Linked DNA regions of Mus musculus: region 1 is linked to region 2. The links are chromatin contacts, called in public HiChIP or PLAC-seq maps. All regions are on one chromosome and are shown on one strand. The core of a region is the stretch at or near the end of the contact, and the rest is flanking DNA. Distances in the headings are between cores, read along the strand shown.

Region 1 (5,913 bases), core at 1,152-3,651, 200 kb after region 2:
ATGTGCCTGTTCAATCAGAGGCATAAATGACATCTCAGACCTTTGCCTGGAATTTGAAGTTTGCTTGGGTAAGGGACAACTCTGCATGATGGACACCTTAACGGAGGAATGCGCTCTAAGGTTAGAAAGTGGGTCATATTTTCACTGAACTGTAGCATGGCCAGTTGTTAGATGGGAGATTTGGAGACTTGATTGTGTTAGTATAAACCTTATGCTTTTGGTGATTAGAAGTATCCAAAAATGAAGTAGTATGGAGAGAAGGATTTTATTTGTATGAACAGTAACATCATTGAACTTTAACTTTTCCCACAGAAGCTCTGTCTACACCTTCAGGCCCAGTGGGGATTGGAGCTACAACGTAGAAGTATTCAGGGTACTCGATTTCATCCACAAAAGCTACTCTGTGCAAAACTTTACTCTTTCTCTGTGAACATAACATAGGTCACAGTTTCTAGTGTTAGGATATTTACAGTTCATTCATGGTATAGACATGACTCAATTTACAGCACTAATTAATGTGTAATTTTAAGCCAAAATAACGTTTCCAAGGAAAGAAATACTCCTGAGACCACTATTATATTAAGGAATATTATATTTGTGCGCCATAAAATAAGAGAAAACTCACTCTTCTCTACAGGCTCAGAGCCCGACCTGGACACTCATGAGGTTCCTTCTGCAAAATGCAAAATGGTTGTGAAAAAAAACAAAAACAAAAACAAAAAACCATTTCCCTTTAGAGAGCATCTTTCTGTAATCCTGGGCTGTTAGTTACTTGAAGATGAATAGATTGCTTTTATTCTCAGTGTAACTTAAACTTGGTCTGAAGAAATCAGGACTAAGTCCAAGGTCAGTGAACCCTACTCTGTTCACCTTCAAGTAATCTACTGAGGAAAAGCACAGAACCATGCCACGTTACAGTTCGTTGTATTTTAATGTTTGTTATTGCAGAGATGCCTCTCTAAGTACTCCAGCTGAGAAGGGGAAAAGTCAATAATATGTGAATGTTTTATGTGTGCTCTGTTGAAGCCAAATCCTATGAGTAGTTTAGTACAATCAACACCATGTCACTTTTTGTCCTTTTGAAAACATGCCTTATAGTATCATCGAAAAGGGGAAAAAATAGTGACTTTAAAGATCAAGTGCAAACTATTAGAATAATAATTAAATTACGGTTTTAATTACAAAACTAAAATAAACTGTTTTTTGGGGGGTTTCTGATCAGATTAAAGTGTACTCATACTTTAAATGTAGTCAATATAAATGTAAGGCTATCAGAGAAAATGGTAGGATACGTTTAGTCAACCGGATATAAATAAAATTGGGATGAGGACTTTTTTGTTGGGTACACTTAACCAGAAATTCATTGCTAAACCCTTTCCTAGGTATGTATTTGTACCTGTGAAAGTATTTGTAGCACCTGCTGACATCCGTGAAAATACATGGAAAATTAATATTTGAAAAAAAATGTTATTTTTTAGGAATTTGACACACGTATTTTATCACGTTCACACTTTCCCCTGCTCCACAGCTGTCTCCATCACACAACCCATCCCTTTCGGAAGTCCTCCCATCCAGATGTTTTGGAGTTTGTGCTCCTTGCTCAGCCTGAAGCATTACAAACAAAGTCTTAATTGAAAGGGGCCATTATTTTTTTATAGTGAATGCATATTTCTGGCAAGTCAGGAGCTATGAAGCTTTGTGGGTTTTCGTGATTTCTTTTCAGTGCCTTTTGTGTGTCAATACTCAACCTTCATTGTAATTAGTATTGGGGAAATTGTGTGCCTTTCTTGTTAATATCTGTGATAAACATTATTATATTAAAGGTATTTGTCAACCCTTCATGCTGGGAACCTCGGCATGGGAACTAGATAATGCAGATACATACATTAATATACAAATGGGTTTATCCAGTCCGAAATTCATGATGACAATAATGCCTTTCAAAGTTACTTTGTTTTCCTACGGCGTGAAAGCTGTCTGCTAAGCTACAGCCAATATTAAATTATACTTCATTTATTTCAGCCGAGTTTAATCTCTTTTGGTTCTGAGATGAAACTAAAAACTGAAGATTATATAGTATTAAAATGATGAGATGTAGATTAAGAAAACCAAACAGATAAACATGATACAGGGACAAATTAAGATTTGGAGTCATAGATCTTAATCCTGATATTGTTGGTCCTCTGTTAAAAGCATCTTTGCAGTGAATGTAAAACTTTGGCTTTTCACATTGCTAAATGCTAAATTTCTGAATAATTAGCACTGTTCCTCCGCATAGTGGTCATCCACCACAGAAGAAAACATGCATTTTGATGTATGTGATTCAACATCTGGTAGTCACTAGAGCCCTACGCAAACCTGATACGCTTGCCAGATGTGGCTTATGGTTGTAATTATATTTTGTGTTGCTCATCTAAATGTGTTTGAAAGACGTCAGAAATATTTCGAGGAGTAAGCAGCTCTCAACAGTTTATAGAGTCAGTCAATGAAATTGTAAAAACAGCCACAATGAAAATAGTTAGCACTGATTGAGAGGGCCCCGAACACCTGCTATTTGCATATAAAATTGCTGTATTTAATTTTCTATATGTATCAACCCTGAGAACAGATTTTGTTTGCTTCTCCTGAAATAAGTGAGAAATGGAAAAATGCAGATTCTGTGCAAAGTCACGGAGATGAAGTGAGGAAGGCAAGCTTTGCCTTTAAGCTGAGGTCACGATGCTGTGTGAACACTGTATCCTCTAGCAATTGTGCTAGAGTTCCTAGCGTGACCTGTGACCCCAACTCAGAGAATAACCTGAGTATTTACCTCCACTGGGTCAAACATCCTGATTCTTACTGTATTCAGTTTGAGGTACGTTATGCTCTAACATTGCTTTGCAATGTGTTTAAAAGGCAAAAATGTATTGAAAAGGGAGACAATGAAGATGCTTTTTCATAGATAAGTTTTCCTTGGTTAACATACAAAGTTTATTCTTTCTTTGTATTGTTTTAATTGTTTTTGCTCTTACTTTACTAATAGATGATAATTCACTCTTGATTTTTAGAAAGAAAACGTTTTTGAATTTGTATTTGTATAGTTTTAACTTTTTCTTTTTATTAAGTTACAACACAATGAATAATGTGCTTAGATATTTGGCATTATTAAATATTGGAAAAACATTCATATAAGTAGGGACAAGTGGTAGAAATAGTATAGCTAATGATGTATTTATATAAAAGAAAATATTCAGCACAGCTTATTCAGCATGCCAGGTTAGCAAAAATATAAAACACTGTTAGTATTGTTCTTTTATAGGTGAACTTATCTGCTTTAATGGCCCAGTGATGTCATTGGCATTTCCTTCTGCTAATATCTGGGTGCCACAAGCCACAAATCATTCTGTGGTTCCAACTGTCATAAAAGCAAGTGAATGGTTTTATATTCCAACTAAGGTTCAAATTCAACATTTTTTAATTAAATATTGTGATTACAATTCTTTTAGCCTGATTCACGTAGACTTTATGGCATTCCTGTGGCATTCCGAGTAAGATAAATAATTATATATGTAATTCAACAAGGCTACTGTGTTTTAGCTTCAATGGTTTGGAGTCAATTGTCTAATTCAGATACAATGAAACTTTATGAGGTTTTATTAAAATTCTAAAAACTTGGGGTGGGGGAGATGGCTCAGTGGTTAAGAGTGCTGACTGTTCTTACATAGGTCCCGAGTTCAATTCAAAAAACCCACTTGGTGGTTCAATCATCAATAATACAATCTGATATCCTTGTCTGGTAAGCAGACATGCAGACAGTGTACTCATATACATACATAAATAAATATTTTTAAAATATCGAAGAATTAGTAGTACAGACAAATTGGGCTACTGTTTTCTATCTAGAAGCAAAAGGAAAGACATTGAAAAGTGTACATTAAAGAATTATACTCAGGTAATATGGCTTCTGAGAATATCTTTCTATGTATCCTTTATTATACAGAAGTATATAAGCCCTTAGTATATATAAACCTCTTTTCTTAAAAATCTATGAGAAAATCATCTGTGTCCTTTAGGATTTGACTAAAGTCTGAAAGTGCAATACCACAATCATAAAGTTAGTCTGTCAGTTTCCTTTCCTGAAAGCATTGCAGCTTCAAACCTTACAGTAACCTCATCTTCTTTACTCATAACATCTTGATGATGTATACAAGGAGCAAGAGAGAAAGGACTAGTGAAAATCAGTTTTCAGTTAACATTGATTTTCATTTTTCCTTTCAACAAGCCACTAGAATAGCTCTTTGACATGTTATAACCACTTGAAGAATCTGAAAACAGCAAGAAATTCGATCTCTAGAGATGGAGGAGACCAGATTAGCTCATGTGCCCTGCCCGTCTATAACCATTAATTTAACAGATGCACACCTCTGAAGCAATAAGTATAAGCATATGAGCTGTACAAATGTCCAAATGAATTCCCTGGGAAATGAATGCATAAATGATGGAATAAATAAATGAAAGGATTCTTTGTAAACCTGGAACTCAAATGTTAAAGACACGTTCTGTTGTAAACACCCTGAAGTGTATTTATGAGGAATAATAACCATTTGGAAAAAATAAGCATCTGAAGGTATGTGGTGGCAGTCTCTCTTATGTCGCTTCTGGGACACAAAGGTAGACTGGATGGGGACAAGAAGTGAAAGAAAAGAATGTAGAGAAGTGAGTTAAAATGAAATGCCTACTAAAGCTTACAGCCTTGTCTTATGATATTGACCAAAGTTTAACAAACTATACTGTGTATGTGTGTGTGTGTGTGTGTGTGTGTGTGTGTGTGTGTATGAGTTTGGAGTTTGTGTGTTAAATATCAGGTTAAGTGGAATTTTTTAATGTTATAATTTTGCAGTAACTTTTACTTTTTCTTCACTGAATCTCAAATTTGGTGAACTTATTACCATGGACCCGGTTGGCAGATTAAGACTATTTTAATCTCCTGATCCTACAGTGTGTATCTGTTACCCATGGGGATATTAGCTGCTCTATCCACCACCCCTAGTAATGACTGCAAACACTTGACTCAATTCTGGCTGAACAAAGATTGATTTCATTGTTCCCTGCATGAGAATTGGATCCAAGAAACCCCACATCTATTTCTCCTACTTATTGGGAAATTATTTGGACTCTGGCCATATATGCAGTTTAAAGGCTTATGGAAATGGTTCTTACTCAAACAGTATTTAAGTTGGAAATGAATGTTTGACCCTAGATTGTTTATATAAGGTAAAATAGCCAGTAATTGTACACTTAAAACCTCTTAAGCCTAAAGACATATGATTTAGACAAAACTTCAAATCAAAGTTTAATTTTAATTTTTTCCCTCAGAAATTCAGTGAAACTAAATGCATTGAATAACTCAATGAAAATATTGTATTGACTCTTGATAAGTACAGCATGCCTTAATGCTTATTTATGAAAATATCTAATTTATTCTTATGTATTTATTTTAAAGTAACAACAGTAATATGTAAAAATACTGGTTCTTCAATCTGAAAGTACTTCTTTTTTTTTAATTAGGTATTATCCTCGTTTACATTTTCAATGCTATCCCCAAAGGTCCCCCATACCCACCCCCCCAATCCCCTACCCACCCACTGCCCCTTTTTGGCCCTGGCGTTCCCCTGTACTGGGGCATATAAAGTTTGCAAGTCCAATGGGCCTCTCTTTGCAGTGATGACCGACTAGGCCATCTTTTGATACATATGCAGCTAAAGACAAGAGCTCCCGGGTACTGGTTAGTTCATATTGTTGTTCCACCTATAGGGTTGCAGTTCCCTTTAGCTCCTTGGGTAATTTCTCTAGCTCCTCCATTAGGGGCCGTGTGACCCATCCAATAGCTGACTGTGATCATCCACTTCTGTGTTTGCTAGGCCCCGGCATAGT
Region 2 (6,193 bases), core at 636-3,135:
CTTATATAGAAACTACATCCACAGTCCTTGAAGCGATAAAATGTTATAGGAGAGAAGCGGGGGGGGGGAGGGGGGGAGGAAGGAAGGAAGAAAGAAAGACATTTTTTAACAATTTCATTTACAAAAGCATCCCAAAGAGGTACAATTAGTTGATGAAGGTCACGTGGGCAAACTTTATCACAGCAGAAGGCATGGAGATAGAACCAAGACAGTTTTCTATATCCTTCATGGTAATTTTTATTGTAGTGAAATCAAAATCATTGAGTCTCTAGGTCCTATCTTTTCGTAGAAAGGTGTGCTTTCAATTTTGCAATGAACTTGTACATTGAGGTAAGTTTCAAGAAACATAAAATGGACTCAAAGCAGGCAATGCTTTAGAAGTCAGCACCCGCATAAAGAACACGTGGAGTAATCTGCACCTGAAAAAAAAAAAAAAGACACTGGCAGAACTCCCAGCCTGGTACCTCATTCACCTAGAGCAGAAGAGTGGGGGAGGAGGAGAACGGGAGGGAGGAAGGGAGAGTGAAGAGATTGAGTGGAGAGAGGGGGGGGGGCTAGAGATGAGTGGAAATGGAGAGCAGAGAAGAGAGAGAGAGAGAGAGAGAGAGAGAGAGAGAGAGAGAGAGAGAGAGAGAGAGAGAGAGAGAGAGAGATGCTCCTATCCAGGAGAGAGATACCCTTTGTCTGACAAACCCTGCAAGGGAAGCCTCCCTTAGCCGCCCCACGGTTCCCACCTCCAAGATTCTGCGGAGCGGCTAGGTGGAGCCCGCGCCCGCGGAGCCCTCGCGGACTCCAGATCCGGGTTTTGCCGGCCGCCCCTTTCCCGGCCTTGGAGCCCCCCTCCCTGGTCCTGGGAGCTCTCTCGCCCCGTCACCCCGCCAGAGGCTCACTCGGGCCTCGGCTGCGTTGGCCGCTGCGCTCACGCTGCCTGTCTGCGGGCGCGACCGCCCCCTCCGCCCGCTCGGCCCGCAGCGCTCGCTCCAGTTCCCAGGAGCGGGGATGCAGATGGCACGGCCGGGCCAGGAGGGCGACGCCGCCACCGCTGCCGCCGCCGCCGCTGCTGGCATCTCGCGGACTGCGCGCTGCCTCCGCTCCCGCAGCTGCTACTGCTGCTGCTGCCGCCGCCACCGCCTGTGACTCGCCCCCCCCCCTCCCCTTTCTTTCTTCTCGCTCTCTCTTTTATTTATTTATTTATTTCGTTGGCCTCAGTCTTCTCCCTCCGGGTGTGCGCGCGCGGGCTGCACGGTGTGCTGGGGCAGGAGCTCGCCCCTGTGTGTGCGCGCGAGGGGAAGAGCGTGTGCGTGTCTGGAGGGCGCCCCGAGCCTCAGTGGCTCCGGTGGGGAGTCCAGAAGAGAAAAAAATAAAATTAAATAAAATTAAAAAAAAAAAAAAAAGAGGACCGAAGCCGGCGGCCGAGGAGGAGGTTGGCGGTGACGGCATCGGCTCAGACCCCGGGCCGGGCGATGAAGCTCCCGCATGCCCGAAGCTACCCGGCCTGGCCGGCGAGCTGATAGGCGACCACCGGAGCTCGGGGCTCGCCCCCCGCGGCAGGCACGCAACCCTCGGCGACCCGGCGCCCGCTCTGCCCGCGCGTCCACGCCGTGCACCCGGCAAGGAGTTTGCGCGGCTCGCGCCTGGGCTCTCGGAGCGGGTTGCGGGCGGCAGAGCGGACCCTCTGCTGCCGGAGCACCTCGGGGGCAGCAGGAGGAGGACGGCGAGGAGGACTGGGCGGAGAAGCCACTACTGGTCCTCGCCGCTGCCCCTACCTATCCCCTCCCTCTCGCTCGGAGGCGGAAAGGGGAGGACGAGGAAGAAGAAGAAAAAGAAAGAGAAGGGGGGTGGGGTGGGAGAACTGGATATAAAGATCGGCTGCGGGGGGGGGGATGGTGGAAGATTTTTGGTCTCCTCAGCAGCTGCTTTTCTTGCGGCGGCGGCGGCGGCGGCGGCTGCAGGAGGAGGGAAAGCAGCTCTGGTTATGACTGCCGCATGTTAATAGCTCCCGCTTGGGTCCACCGGCTGCAGCGAGAGACACAGCCTGACTCCGAAGTTGTGCAACTGTGCCCTGAGAGAGACATTTGAACCCTCCTTCTCTTTGCTCCGCTTTTGCCCCCCTGGGGCGTGTGAAGCGAGGAAACGTAAAGGAAGACTAGCATTGGCTTTCCCGGCTTCCCCTTTCTCCATGGCTGTGTAGAAGAAGAAAGGAAAAGAGACACTTTTTGTTGTTTCTTTGACTGGGGTCTCCACCCTCCTGTCGTCTCTGCGGTTTGATCAGTCGTTGCTTGGTGTGACTGGGGTGTCTACAGTGGGACAGGTCCATCTTTTTTCTGTTTTCTTTTTCTTTCTTCTTCTTTTTTTATTTCTTCTTTTTTTGTGTGTGTGTGTGCCCCGGGGCTCAATGGATGGATTGTGGAAAACTGCACCGGGTTGCAGGTTGTTGAGCAACTGATGGGACCATCTCAGGGACCGGCGGTTACGAAAGGTAATTTATTCTTTGCACTCTTCATAATTGTGGTCGCCCTGGTCGGGCGCAGGCGGCGGCATCCGATGGGCTGGCAACCGAGGGGGTGCGGGGTTCACGTACACTCACCCTTCCACTCACACATTCGCCTTCGCACACTCGCCCTCATGCGCACACTCATCTGATCGTGATGCGGGGCGGGAAGGGAGCCTCCTGGCTGGTGGGCGCTGGGGTTTGGCATGGGTTCGAGGTTTTATCAGCTACTGGGCGATTAGGTGCCAGAGGGAGATATAGAGGAGAAGAGAACCAGCGCACTGTCAGTCGCACACGCCGGGTGACAAGAACGAATCCCACCCCGCGCATTTTCCCTGCCCTGTCACCCCAATGCCGTCCTTTAGTAGGGGCAGAAAGCAGCCAAGGGGGCGCCTTTTCTCCGCTAGTCTGGAGCAACACTGGACGTGGGAACGGGTTGGAGGACGAACAGGGACCGGGTGAGGAGCGCAGTTCGGGGTGATGGCGAATGTGTGGTGGTGAGCCTGGTTGATCCTCCCTAGACGCCTGCCTTGGAACATCCAAGGTGGCTGAGATTGCCCAGGTCGCGCCCCTGAGAAGTGGAATCGGGTTGCCTCCAAAAATCTCTCTTGAGTATCTTCCAGCCGGGCAGTTTGATTTCGACCTGAGTGCCTAGGCTTTGTTGAGCGATTTAGCTAGAGAAAGCTGGTCAGTTTCGTGAGTGTCACGGGGTTGAGCTGTGCCAGGAGTGAGCACCCAGTGTGGAGAGGATGTTCAATGGGTCGGGCGTCCGCGGCGCCGGGGTGCGGTGGGCAGAGCAGTGGTGGCCCTGGTGGCGGGTTACAGGTAGGCGAGCTTGCACCTGGGTGCTTCTCTTGGGAGATGGGCAGTCTCTGGGCTCAAGTGGAGCGCGAGGACCAGCACTGGACAGCCTCTGGTTCTAGCCCAGAGGAGGCTGCTGGGCATGCGGGATATCCAGCAATGCAGCCCACTGTTTGGAAGGGTAGTTGACCAGTGGTCGGCGTGCGTGGTATCTGTGTGTCTAGGATCCTGTGCGCTTAGGGTGGCGGGCAGACCTGTGCAGGGATAGGAGAGCTGAAGCTACTTAGGTCAAGCTTGTTCATAGAAATCGCTTGGGATCTGCTTAGCTGGAAAAGCTGGTTTGAGAAGGCCCAGAGGGCCCCCGGTGGGGTTGCGAGGAAGCCTGGCGGCAGGTTCCCTCTCCCCTAGAGATGCGTGCAATGTTTGGAGTTGCTGGTGCAGCGCTCCACCGTATCCCAGATTGGCCTTGATTAGACCTGCTAGAGCAGTCGCCTCTCGCAGATTTGCGGTAATCAAGTATAGCCCCCACAGAATCCTTGGTCTCCGGAATGATCTGGCCACATTCCTCGCCCGAACAGAAACGTGTGTTGCTTTTATCGATAGCCAGTGAGAGAGCAGTTGGGAGAACCGGAGGCTTGGGAGCCACCTCCCGAGTGTCTCCTCCCTGAGGCTCCCATGGCCCCAGACTGCAGTAGTTAGAGAACATTGTAAACAACAGTGTAAGCATCTTTGCCACTGTCTCCCTCAGAGCCGAACCTGCTGGTGGCTGTTGTGCTTACTTTCCTGGGTGGCTTACTCATTAGGAAGTGTAAGGCTGCTTGCACCTCTGATTTTACATCCTTGCAGCCAGCTGCCGGGGAAATGAGGAGACACATAGATTCTGGCAGGAAGGGAAAAAATGCCTTCTGTGTTTTGCTCCGAAGTAAATAGGAGGTCTGCTAATTTTAGAGTCATATGGTCTGTCTTCGCTAGTTAGAGAATGGTGTCGTAGAATCTGCAAGGAACCACTATAGTAATTTTTTTTTTTTTGCTTTTGCATTTGGACAGTCAGCTGCATTTGTCTATGAGATAACAGAGGTCAGGCAGCTCCCTAATTCATTTTTCAGTCTATAATGTACTCAGTGATCAGCAGTTCTCGCGCCCAATTTACCTGTATGCACATTACATGTAGAATTGCCCGTTGTTTTCCAGCCTCACGCAAAAGAGGATACCAGATCATTTGTGTAGGAAACAGGAGGATGTTTATGCTGAATTTCCTGTTAGCTTCGAGTTCTCTTCTGTTTTGCTTTGTGTTTTTCTCCCTTTAAGTAGTGAAGGGACGGGTAACAGATGTGCAGAGATAAACACTTCTTAATAAACTTAGGCTTGAAAGATAACTCTTTTTTTTTTGAAATGCAATAAGTAAAATACTTTGCACTACTGAGTCGTCTATTACTTCTGACTACTTTGATGTCTGTGCAAAATGGCTAGGTTCTAGTTTACTTTAAAAGAAAGAAAACACTTTGATTTAAGTGTAAGTTTTAAAGGTTCTGACCACAAAGGACAAGTACAGTATAATGAATTATTCACTCATGCCTAATTTTGATTAAATTATATTTTCTAAGACATTTATAGGAGATAAAGATATTTATAGAAGACAGTATACGTGACCACGACCCTTCTAAAACCACTTAGAATTATAGAATCTTGATTCCTATGTTTTTTTTTCCTTCTGATCTTTCTTGCGGCCAGGGGGGGGGGGGGTGTTGTGTGAAAGTTTCTTTACGTGGAACCATGTCTGAGGATTGTAGACTACTTCCTCTCCACTTTTGGCAGCTCTCACGGCAGTGATGTACAGTCTTTATCCTAGAAGATCCCGTCAGATCTGTTCTGTTTCCTAGCTGCATGTGTTCCGTTTCCTAGCAGTCATACATTCCACAGGTCCTGATGTCATTAGGCCTGCCTCTGTCAACTGGTTGCGCTGTCTTTAAGCAAAGGTGAATATGTCAAGAGCATTTGCATGCCATTCCTTTGTACTCTGTACTCGTCTCTCACTAAATAATCAGTAATCTGTCCCTCTGGAGTGTGCGGCCAAGTGGGCTCTTTTCCTTACTCAGGGAAGAGGCACGATGAGTACCAAGGTTTACGTGAACTATTGGATTTCTTCAAATGGAGATGCTGGGCTGCATCAGGCATCCCTGGCCAGAGGAGTGATAAGCCGGCCTGTGATTTATCAGCTTGGAAAATGCTTTTGATGTCTCAGTTTCGGTAGCTTAGTACGAAGATTACGCTTCCCACGGAGGGCCCTGCTTCAAAATATGAATGAAAGGTCATTCTGAAATCATTTCCTTAATAATATTCCCCTTGCAGTTTTCAGAGCCCTCCTCCCACACCCCTTGAGGGAATCGTGGCCAGTGTGGGACTTACTGGCTCCAGCTGCTGAGTCTGGCATTGATTCTAGTAGTCAGCAACAGGCAACATTTTTATGGACTTGATTCATCAGAGCTATAGCCTAGAAATCCTAAGTAGTAGATTAAGAACGATTCGAGGATCACTCTAGTCAAATCATAATGCAAAAGTGAGTTCTTTTACAGTTTTGATACGGGCCACTTTACAGTTTGGTTGGAACTCTTCAAAAGGGCTGCCAAATGCAAAGGACAGTTCCTGTCCAAAGGCGAGCATTCTGCTTCAGGAACCAGCAAGGAAACCCAAGCGGGATTTTGGTATTTAGGATCATGCACTGAGTTTGAGAAATACTGAGATGCACTGAGCGGTCGGGGCTAAGAGCGGCAGAGAGGAGAGGCAGCTCAGATTTTCCTATGGCTCACAAATGGCTCTTTTGCCTTTGATTCCTTGCATTGGCATCACATTCAAAATATCCACTTGCTCACTTAGGATAGGTTGAAGATGCATTGTAACTTA

Evidence for each region. HiChIP or PLAC-seq counts read pairs in DNA pulled down with a chosen protein or histone mark.
Region 1: a contact with region 2 is called in an H3K4me3 HiChIP or PLAC-seq map of craniofacial prominence, with 2.8 times the contacts expected there. The contact joins the enhancer-like site here to the promoter of Adgrl3 in region 2. A contact is called at or near these places in 1 of 39 promoter capture datasets (hippocampal neurons), 1 of 484 Hi-C or Micro-C datasets (cortical neurons), 10 of 115 datasets of contacts at active chromatin or transcription factors (the NIH/3T3 cell line, a colorectal cancer cell line, craniofacial prominence and 5 more) and 2 of 9 other capture datasets (adipose tissue and pancreatic islet).

The regions. Positions count from the first base shown.
Region 1 is chr5:81,222,305-81,228,217 of GRCm38.p6, forward strand. The region is part of intron 3 of Adgrl3 (adhesion G protein-coupled receptor L3); the gene reads left to right. Among named protein-coding and RNA genes, the nearest start is that of Adgrl3, 200 kb to the left of the region's middle. Within about 2 kb of position 2,402, at least 16 of the 459 cell types and tissues checked have an H3K27ac peak or open chromatin away from gene starts, as enhancers often do. A contact at or near this core is called in craniofacial prominence, where this site is marked.
Region 2 is chr5:81,018,867-81,025,059 of GRCm38.p6, forward strand. Adgrl3 (adhesion G protein-coupled receptor L3) reads left to right here and starts at 1,886. Exons shown (of 27, transcript NM_001359828.1): 1 at 1,886-2,479.